3 separate regions of the Mus musculus genome follow, and regions 2 and 3 are each linked to region 1. The links are chromatin contacts, called in public HiChIP or PLAC-seq and promoter capture Hi-C maps. All regions are on one chromosome and are shown on one strand. Each heading gives the region's core, a stretch centred on a gene start, on an enhancer-like site or on the middle of the called end of the contact. The rest is flanking DNA. Distances are from core to core; before and after follow the strand shown.

Region 1 (4,612 bases), core at 1,230-3,729:
TTAGAATTCTACTTCTTGGAATTTAAAGAAATAAGCCAAGTACGGTGGTACACACTTGTCTTGCCAATTCATTTTGTTTTGTTTTATTTTACTTCCTCTTGCATAGCTGTGACCACAATACAAAAGAGGACAATTTAACGTGAAGAATTAATTATTTTGGCTCCCTGTCTGAGATTTCAGCCCATTGGCTCTGTTTCTGGATCAGTGGCAAAGCCGTTCACTGAGAATGAGGAACAGGAAGCAGAAAAGCTTAGGACCACAAGTGAGACACAGCTCAAGAGGCCACCCTCCCACTGACCACTCCTTCAACTAAATCTCCCCCATTTTACCATTTCTCAACAATGCCATGATATTCTGAGTTTAATGAAGAGTAATTGACCAGGTCACTTTTTATGGCTTAGAAGGCTGTGCTAACTTGAAAGCCTGAGTTTGACCTCTGGATTTCAGAGGAAGAAGAAAACCAAATCTTAAAAGTTGTACTCTGATCTACACACACAAAGCGACTACTATTAATAATAATTAAAGTAAACAAATGATTGGCCCACAGTCAACTAAAAAAGGAGGAGGAAGAGAAGATCAGGCCCCTTTCTAAAAGTTCATCAGCTGACATCCATACCTGCAATAAATGAGCCGGCTGGGGCCATTTCATACGCAAGCTGTAACATGGAAGCAAGAGACTCACTAGTCGAGTCTGGGCTACACAAGCTGCTTTTCTCACACAAAGATAAAAAGGTGCTAAGGCTACAGCTTAGTTGGTAGAATGTGTTGTTCAAACCCCTGCACCACGTAAGACCTGGTGTGATTGTGCACTTCTATAACATAGCACTTGGGAGATGGGCTTAGGAGGATCAGAAATTATAGGTCAGCCATCGTTGGCTACACAGCAAGTTTGAAGCCAGCCTGTCTCAAGAAATGCTTGCCTTGTATACAGAAAGCCCTGGGTTCTATCCCTGGCACCATATAAGACAATCCCAGCACTGGGGAGGTGGAGGCAGGAGGGTCAGAAGTTCAAGGTCATCCCTGGCTACAGTAAATTAGAAGCTGGCTTGGGCTACATAAGAACTGGTCACATCAAGAAGAATAGCAATAAAAATATTTAGATTTATGACTGTGTATGGTGGTATTCATCTGTAATCAGAACTTCTGAGGCTAAGGTAAAAGGATCTTGATTTTGAGACCAGCTTGTGCCGTATAGCAAGTCCAGTCCAGCCTTTGAGCTGTGTAGTTAGATTCAATCAAAATCAAGACTAGAGGCTGAGGAAATAGCTCACTTGTTATTAGCACGCCTAAAGTCCTGAGTTGATCCTGAATAGGTAAAAGAAAGGCTTAGTGTGTTCAATTACTATTTATAATATAAACTTAGAATCAGGTTAATATATGACAGTTGAGATTTTTTTAGATAATAGGGCTCTTTTATTTTAATTTCTTATTTTTATGTGTATGAGTATTTTTCCTACACATGTGCCTGTGCATTTAGGAGACAGAAGCAGGCAGATTTCTGGGAGTTCAAGGATGCCCTGGTTTACATTATAATTTTGAGGCCAGCTAGAATTACAAAGTGAGACCCTGTCTCCAAAAAACAAAAGAAAAGGAAGAGCTAGCACTCAAGGCTTTGTTTTTGTTTTTACTGTTAAGTTAATCTGTGTCTCTTTTCTTCTTATACCCTCTCTGCATGTGTCATGTTTGTGTGCGTGTATGTGTGTGTGTGTGTGTCTGTGTGTGTATATGTATGTCTATGTCTATTTCAGGAGGGCTATGTGTATGCCTGTGTATCTCTCTGTGTGTCTCTGTGTGTATGTGTTTCTGTGTATGGGTGTCTGTGCTTGTGTGTATCTGTGTATATATCTATGTATCTATATGAGTATGTCTGTGTGTTTATGTGTGTGTGCCTATGTATGTGTGTGTGTATGTGCTTAAAGCTTTTTTTAAGGATATTCATTTTATAACAGGATGGTGGTGGGCTTAAAATAGCCCCCCACATATTATGTTTCTAGTTATGTTCTAAAGACATACTTCTTAGCTTGGGTGTATTCACTCTTGATCCCTGAAACTTCCTCTTGGCACTAGTTTATAAAAGCCAGAATGTTGAAATAGCCCTGTTAGTTTGAGATCTGAAGGTGTGAACTCTTTCAGAAACATAATTGAAACCATTACTCAGTTCTGTAATTTGGGATCACTCAGCAACAAGCTACGGAAGTGAGAGGTGCAACAGCACACAGCAGTGCCTGGTTCCTCTCTTAGCTTTGTACTAGAAAAGTCTTCTCTATCTAGTCTTTATCAAAGTCTTGTGTGCTTATTTAAAGTCTTTTCTCCTGAATGGGAAGAGTTTGAACCAATTATAAGCAAATAACCCTTTTTGTGCCTTCCTTTATGTGTATTTCTGTTGCCATGTCAACAAAATATAGCTAACATTGAGTAAACCAGTGGGTGCTTGTATGCTACCTCCCTAGGGGAAGGTAAGTGTGGAGAAGTAGAAGGGGCCAAATTGAGAACAAAGAATGCTTCTCCCCTTGGCTCTCCATTAGCTGGCTGTTTCAGTCCTCACACACACACACACACACACACACACACACACACACAAAACCCGTTTCAGCTGTTCAGAGATACAGCTAATATGTCTTATTCTTTTGCATGTTAGAACCTTGTCACTATTTGGGGTAAAATAACTGTTATAAGCTATCTTTCAGAACCAGGAAACCCAAAAATAAATGGTGATACTTACGAAATTTATATTTTGGGGGCTCAAAGGCTTACATTGTGCATATTGGTGTTGAAAGTACTTCCTGAGTGACAAGTAACTGCTTAGTCAGTAATTTACAGTCACAACCAACAAACAATGGTGGCAGAGACCTAAAACACATGGCATGCTTTTAGAACATATATTTGGTATATCAGTGGGGTGAATCCTAAAGGTGAAATCATTAGGTCAAAAACTACCTAACGTTTTAAGATTGCGAGAGTGATACCCAAACAGCTCTTCACAGTGACTGCATGTGCACCAGGAATGTCAGAAAAAGATCTTTCTCTATACATAGGAAGGGTCCTTTAAAACAGAATAGATATTTGAACATCTAGCAGCCACTTGAGAAGTAGCGGCAGGAGGATGCTTGATCCTTCTTGTAAGCACAAAAATGAAACCCCTAAACTTTGCATCAGGTTTGTGGTAGAAAGAACTGGCAACAACCCTTGCCTGTTTCTTTTAGTGGCCTCAGGTCCTGTCTGCACTTCTTCTGTGCAGCTATTCGAATCCACACCATCAGGTAACTGATTTCACAATTTTGTCTTTTTAGTCTCTTATTTTCTCACCCCCTCTTCTTTTTTTGTTATTTTTCTCCTTAAAATTGCTAAAGCTTATCCTCCCACACTTCAATCATAATTTTTTGTGGAGGGTAAAAGAGAGCTGAGTTTTGAGTTCTTCCATGTTTGAAAATACCCATGTTCTTTTCTTACACACTTCTTGCTATTCGGCCTATGTTAGGAATTTGCTAATTGACTTCTCCAGTGTTGCTTGTTAAGCTTGGCTCCTCCAGTTTCTGTTGAGCTCCTCTGCCAACCCCTAGTGAACCCTTAACATAACCCAATTAACCCTTGGTCATTGGGTTAATTTTTAATAAAATTTAAGTGTGGCTTGGTAAGAACTTTCTTAGATGTTAGCAGGAAATTGGATGAAAATTTCCCCTCCCATTTCTGAGATATAGTACAAACTAGATGATTTTTTTTCTCAGTTGCTTCATCACTTGTATCTACTTTCACTTCCTTTGTGTGGCGGTTCACAACATTTAGCCAAGAAAATGATCCAGCAGGTGCTAGCTCACATAGTCAGTTGTTCCAGTGGGAAGACAGTTCTGCACACTTAATACTTTATACTGTTACACTTCCAGATAGTGTAGGGAAGGAAACCTTCTCTGCCCATCTCAGGTTCACTCGCTTGGCCTGTAACTTACAGCAATAGAAGATATTAATGAAAGAGAAGCAAACAAAAGATTATTAACAAGCAGTGGGTCTTTAATACGCACATGCTATGTGCATTAAGAGGTGACTAACTGAACAGGGTAGTTAGAATTCAGACTTACAGCACAGTTTAACACCAACCAGTATATTTGTAGCCAAGTGACAAGGTAAAAGAAAAGCCTTAGAGCTACAAGGCTAAGTGGGTACTGTGAGAAGACAGATGTGGAAACCGCTGGTAGATGAGGGCTAGATAGTGTGGTTTGCTTGTGTACCCTCTTTTGTTAGGTCCTCGTGTCTACATTGAGATTGTTCTCTCCTCATCCTGGCAAGAGACCGGGATGGGGGGCACTTTTTAAAAGGGACTTTATATTTTGTTCTCAGGTAGTGGGGAGGAACATAGAAAACTCACCCTATCCTGCTTTGTTCAGTTGCTTTCAGCTTAAAATAAGGCTTTGCCAGAGATAAAATATACCAAGAAGGTACATATTCTTTTAGCATAGAATTTGCTAAAAGCAGAGCCAGGTTTGGTGGCTCACGTCTGTATTCCCAGCACTTAAGAGGCTGTGATAGTTAATCAACTTGATAGGATCAGCTAGAACAGTGGTTTGCAACCTTCCTTATGCTTCAATCCTTTAATATATCCTCATCTTGTAGTGACCCC
Region 2 (4,612 bases), core at 1,106-3,605, 430 kb before region 1:
CAAAAGGTCTGAGGTTCAATCCCCAGCATTGCAAGAAGAAAAAGATCTGAGCAGTCTGGTGTGCACAGGAGTGTTACACTAGTCTTTGGACTTTACTTTTCTGTATGTTGCAAATGCTCCTTTTAAAAATGCTTTAATGGTTACTCTGAGCGTCTAGAAATAAGGGTAAAGGGGGATAAATGGCTGCATCAGTCCTCAGAGGGGATGATCTCCTGGGATGGGATTGGGGGTAAGGCTGAGTCTTAAACCCTGGGGTTACAGGAGGATTAACCCAGATCATCCCTCTCAGCTGATCACCTGGGGGACACACCTGCCATGCCTGCCCTTCAGACACATCCCTGACAGCCCTGCCCCCCATAGCTGCTAAGCTCTTTCTTCCCTTCTGCTCCCTAACTTCACCCTCATCTCAACCCCATGCTGATCTGAATAGGGTTTGCCTCCCACTAATAGACTGGTTCTAGTCTCCCTTGAGCATTCCCTGAGATCAATGGTGAGTGATGGATCACCTGCACCCAGGAACCAGCTTAGTCCTAATGCTCAAGATCCAGGCTCTCCTAGAGAGAGCTCTGACTCCTGAATGTCACAACTGACCATGGCGACTGTCTTTCTGTTCACCCACTGCCAACTGCTAGCCTGACCTGCTGCTGAGACAGAACTGGAGGCTGCTGCGCTGGGCAGAACCACTGAGCTTCCAGAACACTTCCCTTTAGCTCCCCCCATGAGAGCTCATTTCATCATCTCTAAATATTGTACCTTGCTACCCAAGTCTGGCTTGATGATCTGCAAAATAGTAAGCTTGCCCGGAAGCTCTTCTCTGTGGCTGGATCACTGTAGCCATGGGTCTAAAGTGGGAGCTTGACCTCTGGGGAGAAGGTGAAAACAAATAATTCTTCATTTTTCTGATTATCAGGCTGGGGGTCGGGGGGAGGAATTACTACTGACTTCTGGACTTTTTTGTTTTGTTGGTTTTTGGTTTTTGAGACAGGGTTTCTCTGTGTAGCCTTGGCTGTCCTGGAACTAACTCGGTAGACCAGGCTGGCTTCTAAATCATATAGATCCGCCTGCCTCTGACTCCCAGGTGCTGGGATTAAAGGTGTGAGCCATCACTGCCTGGCAGACATCATTGTTAATAGGGAACGTGAGTTTAAATTCATGAGTTAAAAATCTGGGATAAATGATGAAGGCGTTGTTAACTTAGTCGGAAGCTCCATGTTACTCATTTACTCCATGAGTCAGGTACTTTGATACTGAAGATACAAAGATAACTAGGATACTTCCCAACCTTAACAGCAGGCAATACTCTGATGCTGCCCAGAGGGTCAGAAGAGCACAGCAGGAGAGTCTAAAAAAAGGAAGGGATGGGGTGTCTGGAGAGTAACTCTCAACACAATGCTGAAATTACTGATAAGCCTGAGATGTGCAGGGAATTGCTTCATTCCTGAGGAACATGGAGGGCTTGAGAGCCCAGTAGCCTGGGGAGTTGAACCCAGCCAAGCCATGCCCAAACTTTAGGAGTGAGAATACATGAGAAAGAACTGGTGTGAGGTACCAAGCTTAGAAATCTCTCCACGATTATAACTCGGGGAGCAGATTCCTGAGTATCCACTTCTGACCTAAATGAGACCTGCTGAGATGTCAAATCTGCCTCAAGACCAAGTTCATCTCTTGAATAAATAGATGAAAAGTTGAAAAAAAGCTTCGTGGTTTCCCACATTTCTTGTTACAGGGAACATCAATGATGCCCACACTGCACAGGTCACAGAGGGCGTGGCTCAAAGGGCTGGGAAGAAAGAGGGACTTGGTACACTGGGAGGAGAGCTCTGGCTGGGTGGGATTTCGGGGAAAGCAGTGATGTACCACCACCTAGCACTTGGCACATGCAGGTCTCAACTATCCGCCAGCCCTGCAGTAGCTCTGGGGCGCTTGAGGCTACCCGGAGGGATGGGTTCTGTGGACTGCGGGGATGGGGACGCTGGCTCTGTGTGGGAACCAAGGAAGTGCGCGTGTGTTTGCGCATCTGCAGGAAACAGTCCATCCCCCCCCACCCCCACCCCCCCCCCGGTTCTATCATCCGTCAAGACTAGCCCCTGAGGTCCCTAGGCGTGGCGGACCCAGGGTGGGTTCTGCAGCCAGAACCAAGCCATGCTAGCACTCCTTGGGCGCATCCTCAAGACCCGGTAGCTCACGTCCGCTTTTCAGGCGCAGCAGACCTGAAGCTGCCTCGGACGAGCCTGGGGCACTTTAGTGACGTGTTTTGAACCTCTTTTGCTGGTCCTCACTGGGTCTGGAGCCGGGGACTGGGGGAGGGTTTCCGGGCGGCCACAGGCGGGCACTCGCGTCAGGTGGCCAGGCCAGGCCCCGCCCTCTCGGCCCGCCCTCTCTCCTCCCTGCGCACCGGGCTCCCGGTCCCCGGCCCGGAGGCTGCGGCTTCTGCTCGGGAGGCGGCGGCGGCGGCGGGAGCAGCCATGGAGGCAGGCGGCGGGGCCGGCGCGGGAGCCGCGGGCTGGAGCTGCCCTGGCCCAGGTCAGAGCGGCCTCTCTCTCAGCTCCCTATGCTCCTTCCCCCTACGGCTCTCCTTCCTTCTGACCCCCAGGTGCTCCTGGTACTGAGTCGGCTCCCTTCACCCTGGCCTCCACCGGATACTGCTCTCCATCTTTCGACCTGGGTTGTCCCTTCCCAGCGGTCACTCCCCAAGCGCTCCCCAGTTAGTCTCTCCAGCCCGATTGTGTTTCCAGCTCACGAGGGGGGCGGGGGAGTTGTCTCTAGAGCCTGCACCCTTCTAGTTCATCAAAGCTCTTGACCACCGGGAGAGGGTGGGGTGGGCGAGGTTTGGTGAGGGAGGGAAGGGGAGAGAAAGAGAAACGGCCTAGTTTAGAGCCCCTTCTCTCCTCTCCTGAGCCGGCCACCCCTCCCTTCTCTGCTTTGCTATATAGGATCCTCCCAAAACCTTCTTTCCTAGTTCCCACCCTACCCCTCTTCTTATGCCCCAAGCTAAACAAACACTCACCCTCTTCTGTCTGAGCGAGGGAGAGGAGCCGGGAACAGGGGTGCTGAGGTTGGGCCGCGCCGGACTGGGGTCCCCTCCATAGGCATGAGAGGTGGCTGAGGGAATAGAATCACAGAGCTGGGCAGAGTGAGTCAGGCTTCTCCAGTGTGATTGCAAATTCCGGGGCTCCCATATAAGAATGCACGTCCCTTTCTTTCCCCTCAGCCCCAGGCCCCTCTATTCCTACAGTTCTTACTTTCTCCCGGCTCACAGGACCCACAGTAACCACTTTAGGCTCCTATGAGGTATCTGAGGGTTGTGAGAGGAAGAAAGGCCAACGCTGGGGGTCTCTGGAGCGCCGTGGGATGCAAGCTATGGACGGTGAGTTTTCTGAAAAAGGCTTTCTATCGCCCTACTCCGTAGCTCCCTTCTTCCTTCCCTGACCCCAGAACTCTGAGCCAGAACAGGGCCCTCCCCTCACTTCATCTCAGGCCCCTCCTCCCTGGTGGCTGAGCTCCAAGCCTCCCCTGGGCTCAGGCATTGTGGGAAGTTTGGGCACATCCCTTTGGGGCGCCAATCACCCAGCTAACCAGGTTGTGTGTCCCGGGAAGCTGCCAGACAGAGAGAGGCCCTGCTCAACCCAGCCTGGAAACAGGCTTTCGGCAGGGGGCTTGTTCTTCTCACTGCCTGCTGACCCAGATCCCAAGCTGTCTCTTATTTTTAAAAGCCAGGACATGGGCATGAGAACTGTCTATCTGATGCCACCACCGTCAACTCTGAATGGAACCCTGCAGCTTTAGTAAGAACGTGCTTAGGAGAGGGCTAGATGGAGTCTATTTCCCAACAGCACTCGCGTGTAACAGGGCAGGCAGTACCAACACATTATCCAGGACTTCTTGTGAAGTGTCCCCAGGCCCCTCTGTAGTTCAGCACAGGCCTTCCCTAGAGACTAGATGACATAAGGGGTCTCAGATGAACCGTATGCTGTTGGTGTTAGAAAAGGGAAGGAAGGCCAGAGACCCAGGATTAAAAACAAAGCAATCCCTACCAAGACAAGATTGCATTGCAGTGAAGAAGAAGAAGGAGAAAAAAAAGGTGTTCAGGAGTCTGAACATGAGGACCAGTACCAAATTAGTTTTTCAAATGTGTCAACAGGACTGGAGAGATGGCTTAGCAATTGATCAGTTCCCGGCACCCACATCGCAGCCCACAGCTGTCTGTGACTCCAGTCTTAGAAGCTCTAATACCCTCTTCTGACCTGAAAGGGCATTGCCCTCCCATGATGGACAGACACACATGCAGGGAGAGCACCCGTATGCAGTAAATAAATAAATGAGTGGTTTAGAAGAGTGTGTTAAGATGGCAGACTTTCTTTGAGATGAGTTCAGCCTGACAACTCTCAACATCAACTTGGGTCAGAAGGAAAGAGATGATCCTTGTGGTACCCAACAGGGAAACAACAGGTGTAGAAAAACCTCAAAAAGATATTTGACAACATGCATTTGAAAGGGTTCCAAAATGGATGCAGTAAACAACTCCGCCTAATGTTTCCTCTTCTATCTACAGACCAAGCCAGTGTTTTCTTATTATGAAACGGCTAATACCTTGCAAGCCACCTAGGTTGTT
Region 3 (4,612 bases), core at 1,061-3,560, 300 kb before region 1:
TCATACCACTGGTGGGGGAGTCACCGGACCTCCTGATGCCCTCCTAGGACTATGGAGTCTTTCTGCACCCTGTTGGGCCCCCCTGAATGAGCAGGGGGAACTGAGATTAATTTTAAGCATCAGAGTGGGGCCTCACTTCCCTTTTGCCCGTGACAGTGCACAGGAGCCTAGGGGACTCTTCGTTCTTGGAATAGCTGGAGTTCTGTTCACTGAATGAGCACTACCCCTTTCCTTCCTCCAGAAACAGGTCTCTGGCTCAGGGCAGTTTTTGGCTAAGGGGCTCCTTGTCAGGGAAGACAGGATCTGAATGGAGCAGAATCTTTTCGGAGCCCCGTTTATCTTATGGCCTGCCGCTGAGTTTAGGCCTCAGCTGCCCCAGTGCAGACATGCGCCACTGTGACTGGATCCACCCAGAGTTTTAATTTTAAAAATGTGAAACAGAAGGACACATGGCTCAGTGATAGAGTGCCTAGCATATATGAGAGGGTAATATATTCAGCAGATACAAATAATATATTTCCATTTTATATTCAGCTACAGTGAAAGGAGGGGGAGATATATAGAGAGAAGGAAAACAAAAACAAACCCACTGGATTCTCTCTGCTCATTGAAGTCTAATCCAGACATCCCTGGGAAGGCAGCAGAGGTTAAGGAAGAAGCCACAATTCTAATTAATTAATACCACGGTATCTGTCAGCAATCTAAGGCTTTAAATGTAGAGGGTAAACAGTATGTCTACAATGTATATATTTTACTTGCTAGCTAAAGTGAACAATGGGGTGTGTGTGTGGGGGGGGGGGGGGTAAACAAGATGGCTGGCAAGCCTGACAGCCTTAGTTCAGTCCCTGGGCCAGGCATATGAAGGAGAGAACTGGCTGAAGTTGTCCTCTGACATACTCATGCTTATGTGTACCCACAGATGTACACACAAAATAAATGTAATAACATTTTAATTTAACAATTCATTCAGAATATTTGTGTATTAAAAATATCTCTAGGACCGAAGAGATAGCTTGGTAGTTAAGAGCATCTGCTGTTCTTGCAGTAGACCTGGATTCAGATCTCAGCACCCACACCCCCTCGCTCACAACAGTCTCTAACTCCAGTTCCAGAGAATCCAGCGCCCTCTTCTGGTCTCTGCAGGAACTGCATGTTCACGATGCACATGCATGCTGACAAAATACTCATATACATAAAAAATAAAATAAATCACTAAAAAGAATTAAGATGGTAAACATTTAAAATATATGTGCTTATATCTTTAGTTAAGCTGCCTGCGATGCTACACCAAATCTCAGCTACTCAAGGCATCTGAGCCAGGAAAATCGTTTGATTCCTGGAGTTGGAGACCAGCACCGGCAACACAACTTTTTACCCTTAAAAGAGTTAAAACCCAAGAAACAAATACAATAACCCTTTAGAATTATGACAGGGCAGAGAAGGCAGGCACTTAGTAGCACAGTGCTTGCTTAGAATGTGCAAGGTCCTGGGTTCCATTATCAGTAAAATACAAATATAAAAATAAAAATTACTATAGATCATGAACCATGCAAGACAGGGTTGGTTCCCAACTAAGCTGAATTTCAGTGGAAATTAGACGTTAAAATCATATGGAAAAATCAAACGGAAAGACTCTGGAAGTCGTCTCCACCCCTCCTCCAAACCAATCAACAAATTACACCAAAACACAACAAACCAAAAGCTGACTCAAGGAAGGGGTAGACCTTCCTGGAAAAAACACTTAGACTATCAAATAATATGATGCTGACCCAAAAGTTGAAGAGTGAGAATCAGCGAATAATGTTCCTACATGAACAGGATGTGTGGAAGTTGAGGCCAGCATCGACTCGGACAGGAAGGCCCGTTTATGGAACCGGGAGGTCGGGGTGGGGGTGGGAACCCGCTCAAAGGGCAAACCCAAACCACGGTGAAGGTAAGGGCAAAAGAAGAGGTGGGCTTGTCAGTCACATGGTGAGTTGGAGCGGTCCGGAGGGCCAGTGTTAAGGCTGAGGAGACAGAGTGGCCCAAGGTATGTTGAAAGGGAGCTCTCAGGGGTCTCCCAATGCCCTGGAGTGTGGCTCCATCGACGCCCGCGCGCAGCGGATCTCCAGCTCCAGGCGGGCGCGGACTAGGTGAGGACAGGCTACAGGGTATCTGGGGACTGGGTGATGGATGACTCTGTCTCCCCGGATTCCCAAAGGAGCCCGGCGAGGGGCGCCGAGCTGTCTGCGGTCTCGCGGAGGCCCCGGGCTTCCCCGCGGTGGGCGGTGGATGGGTAGGGGCCCGGGGCGCGGGGTGGTGGCGAGGGGCGGGGCGGGGCGCTGCCCCGGGCGGGGGCGGCGCGATGCGGAAGTGCGGGGCGGGCTGGGCGACCCGCGGGCGGTGCAGCTCGGCGAGAGCTCAGCTCGGCCGCAGCGCCAGGCCGGGGCTCCAGGCTCCCCGCGGGCGCACAGCAAACAGGTAGGTCCCGGGGCTGTGGGCTGTGTTGGGCTCCTCGCCCCGAGGGCGGTGGGAACAGCCCCGGGCTTCAGCCAAGCCACGGCTCCGACCCACGGCGACCTGCACGCCCCGGGCACCTGCCAACGGGGCCAGCGGGGTCGGGATCCCGCTCCTCCGCGGTGGGCGATGATCGAAGGCGGCGCCGGGCCAGCGCGAATGGCTCCAAGGCGCTCCGCACCAGGCCAGCTCGGAGTGCCGGGCTCCGGCCGCCAACGTTCGCATGCTCGGGGAAAGTCCCAAGGGCCCAGTGGACATCCCCACTGCGCCTCGCCAGGGTCAAGGATGCCAAGCGCCCTGTCACAGTCTGGCGGGGACCAGGGAGGAGCGAGTTTCCGACCCCGACCCTGTCGGCACACAGCTCGTCTCTCCTCCCCGGCCACACCTCACTTTTTCGACTAAAGAGGTTGAGGTGTCAAGCAGCGATCCCTCCCAAGGATCTTAAAGCCAAGGACAGGAATCTGTGGGAATAGAGTTTGAGGGGAGACGTTGTCAAATAGAGGCTCTGCTCCTTGACTCGTAGCTCAAAAGGGGACGACGATTTATTCTTAGCTGTTGAGAAGAATCGGGGCGGGGGCTGATTAATGCTTGGTCTAGTTTCTTGACGGCCTGCCCCTAAACTTAAGAAGTAACAACTTAGAATCTGAACGTGAAGGGAAAGTGTAGTTGGGCCGAAACGCAGGCGGAGAGATGTCCCGGGCCAGTATTCGCCCTCGGTGCAGATGTCTCCCAGACTCCAGGTGTCTCTCGAACCTCCAGAGGACCCAGAGCGGGTACCTAGTAGCAGGGGTGGAAGTGGGGGCTTTCTTGGCCTCCTCCTGGCATAGCAAGGCGGACACGTCCCGGTCCAGAGGAGCGGACCAGGAACGGACACTAAGCCAGTAACCCCGCGATGACTCCAGGGGCTGACCCAGGTTCCTTCCCACCCCCACCCCCCTTCCCTCCGCGTTATGCCCCGGGTGGAGTCTGCCGGGATGATCAGGAGGGAACGACCTGGCCTGAACTCCAAAGTGAGGATAAGTGATCAGGACCAGAAAGGATGTGGACGGGGCTGACGGAGGCTGGAGAGGCTAAAAGCCTCGCATGAGGACCTGTGTGATACAGTACAGCATTCGCCCTCTCTACTCCCTAAGCTCCTGGCTAAAGTCTAGGAAAGAGATAGGTAGGAGACCACTCCTATTAACTAAAAGTCCTTCGGGGGTTTTCCCTTGAACTCTGGCCTTCCCCCAGCCTGCCCCTGGGAGGAAGCCGGGAGAGGGTTCTTCCTGCCGCACCTGCTGCCCCAGAATCTCAGCCTGTGTGCACTCTGAAGGGGCAGGGCCCCGGGTGTGTCGCTCACCTGGAGAGGGCGGGATTTATGCTCATGCCTACTGCAGGTAACCCCTGGATGTTGCCTTGAACTGGGTGTGGGGTTTAGAACGGGACAATTCGAGAGACAGGAGGGGTTCGAAGCTCTGCCTTTATTCCTTCCGTTATGGCAGCTTCTCCCCACCAGCTCCGGAGTTCTCAGTGATCTGACTGCCCAGGCAGCCTCTCCTGGGACTTCATGACCTTGGGGTGAGCTATGGGGACTCTCCATCGCAGTCGGGATTCAAGGGCTGCTTCCATGCCCCATCACATGTGGGATACTTCCTGAGGTCTGACATGGAAGATGGTGGGGGCTCTGTTCGTTTCTCCTTTTTAGGGCTCATAGCCAGACATCTCAGTCTGCGTTGTGTGTCAGCACTGCTCTTATTCAAAACCTCCAGACCCAGGAGCGGGCAGTCATGTTTAGACGCTGCAATTGTGAACTGGCAGGCAGGATCTGACTTAGATCTAAGCCTTTTTTGTTGGGCAGGAGGGAGCTTCTGTGGGGTAGATGCTGAACTTGGTCCTGCTCAGGGCGAGGCTCCTGTGCATCTAGCTGCAGGTGGTGCCTTCTGCCCCTAGATGAACACACCCTCCTCTCATGGCCCTGGCTTGCTGTGGGGATCATTTCTCTACGTCACTACTCCATTAGAAGGGACTGCCGCTTCCTAACACTGAGGCCAGAGCAACAATTTCAAAACCTTTCTCTGATTTAATTTATCATCATCAGGCTGAGACAGAAAGAAAGCTGCAGTGTTCCTTGGCTCCT

The links. Promoter capture Hi-C pulls out the DNA fragments that hold promoters and counts their contacts. HiChIP or PLAC-seq counts read pairs in DNA pulled down with a chosen protein or histone mark.
Region 2: a promoter capture Hi-C map of the 3T3-L1 cell line shows a contact between it and region 1, with 5 times the contacts expected there. The contact joins the promoter of Ccdc136 here to the enhancer-like site in region 1. A contact is called at or near these places in 7 of 39 promoter capture datasets (the 3T3-L1 cell line, 3T3-L1-derived adipocytes, the C10 cell line and 3 more), 5 of 484 Hi-C or Micro-C datasets (the N1E-115 cell line, adipose-derived mesenchymal stem cells, cerebellum and 1 more) and 2 of 9 other capture datasets (adipose tissue and liver).
Region 3: a contact with region 1 is called in an H3K27ac HiChIP or PLAC-seq map of bone marrow-derived dendritic cells, with 2.1 times the contacts expected there. The contact joins the promoter of Irf5 here to the enhancer-like site in region 1. A contact is called at or near these places in 4 of 39 promoter capture datasets (the 3T3-L1 cell line, the HPC-7 cell line, HPC-7-derived erythroid cells and 1 more), 1 of 484 Hi-C or Micro-C datasets (adipose-derived mesenchymal stem cells), 1 of 115 datasets of contacts at active chromatin or transcription factors (bone marrow-derived dendritic cells) and 1 of 9 other capture datasets (pancreatic islet).

What each region holds. Positions count from the first base shown.
Region 1 is chr6:29,825,257-29,829,868 of GRCm38.p6, forward strand. All of the region lies in intron 1 of Ahcyl2 (S-adenosylhomocysteine hydrolase-like 2), which reads left to right. Among named protein-coding and RNA genes, the nearest start is that of Ahcyl2, 59 kb to the left of the region's middle. Within about 2 kb of position 2,480, at least 73 of the 459 cell types and tissues checked have an H3K27ac peak or open chromatin away from gene starts, as enhancers often do. A contact at or near this core is called in adipose tissue and bone marrow-derived dendritic cells, where this site is marked.
Region 2 is chr6:29,394,220-29,398,831 of GRCm38.p6, forward strand. Ccdc136 (coiled-coil domain containing 136) reads left to right here and starts at 2,356. Exons shown (of 18, transcript NM_001347071.1): 1 at 2,356-2,523; 2 at 3,260-3,367. The coding sequence starts at 2,466.
Region 3 is chr6:29,524,315-29,528,926 of GRCm38.p6, forward strand. Irf5 (interferon regulatory factor 5) reads left to right here and starts at 2,311. Exons shown (of 9, transcript NM_012057.4): 1 at 2,311-2,460. It overlaps Gm26627 (a long non-coding RNA gene), which reads left to right. Exons shown (of 3, transcript XR_868831.3): 3 at 1-390.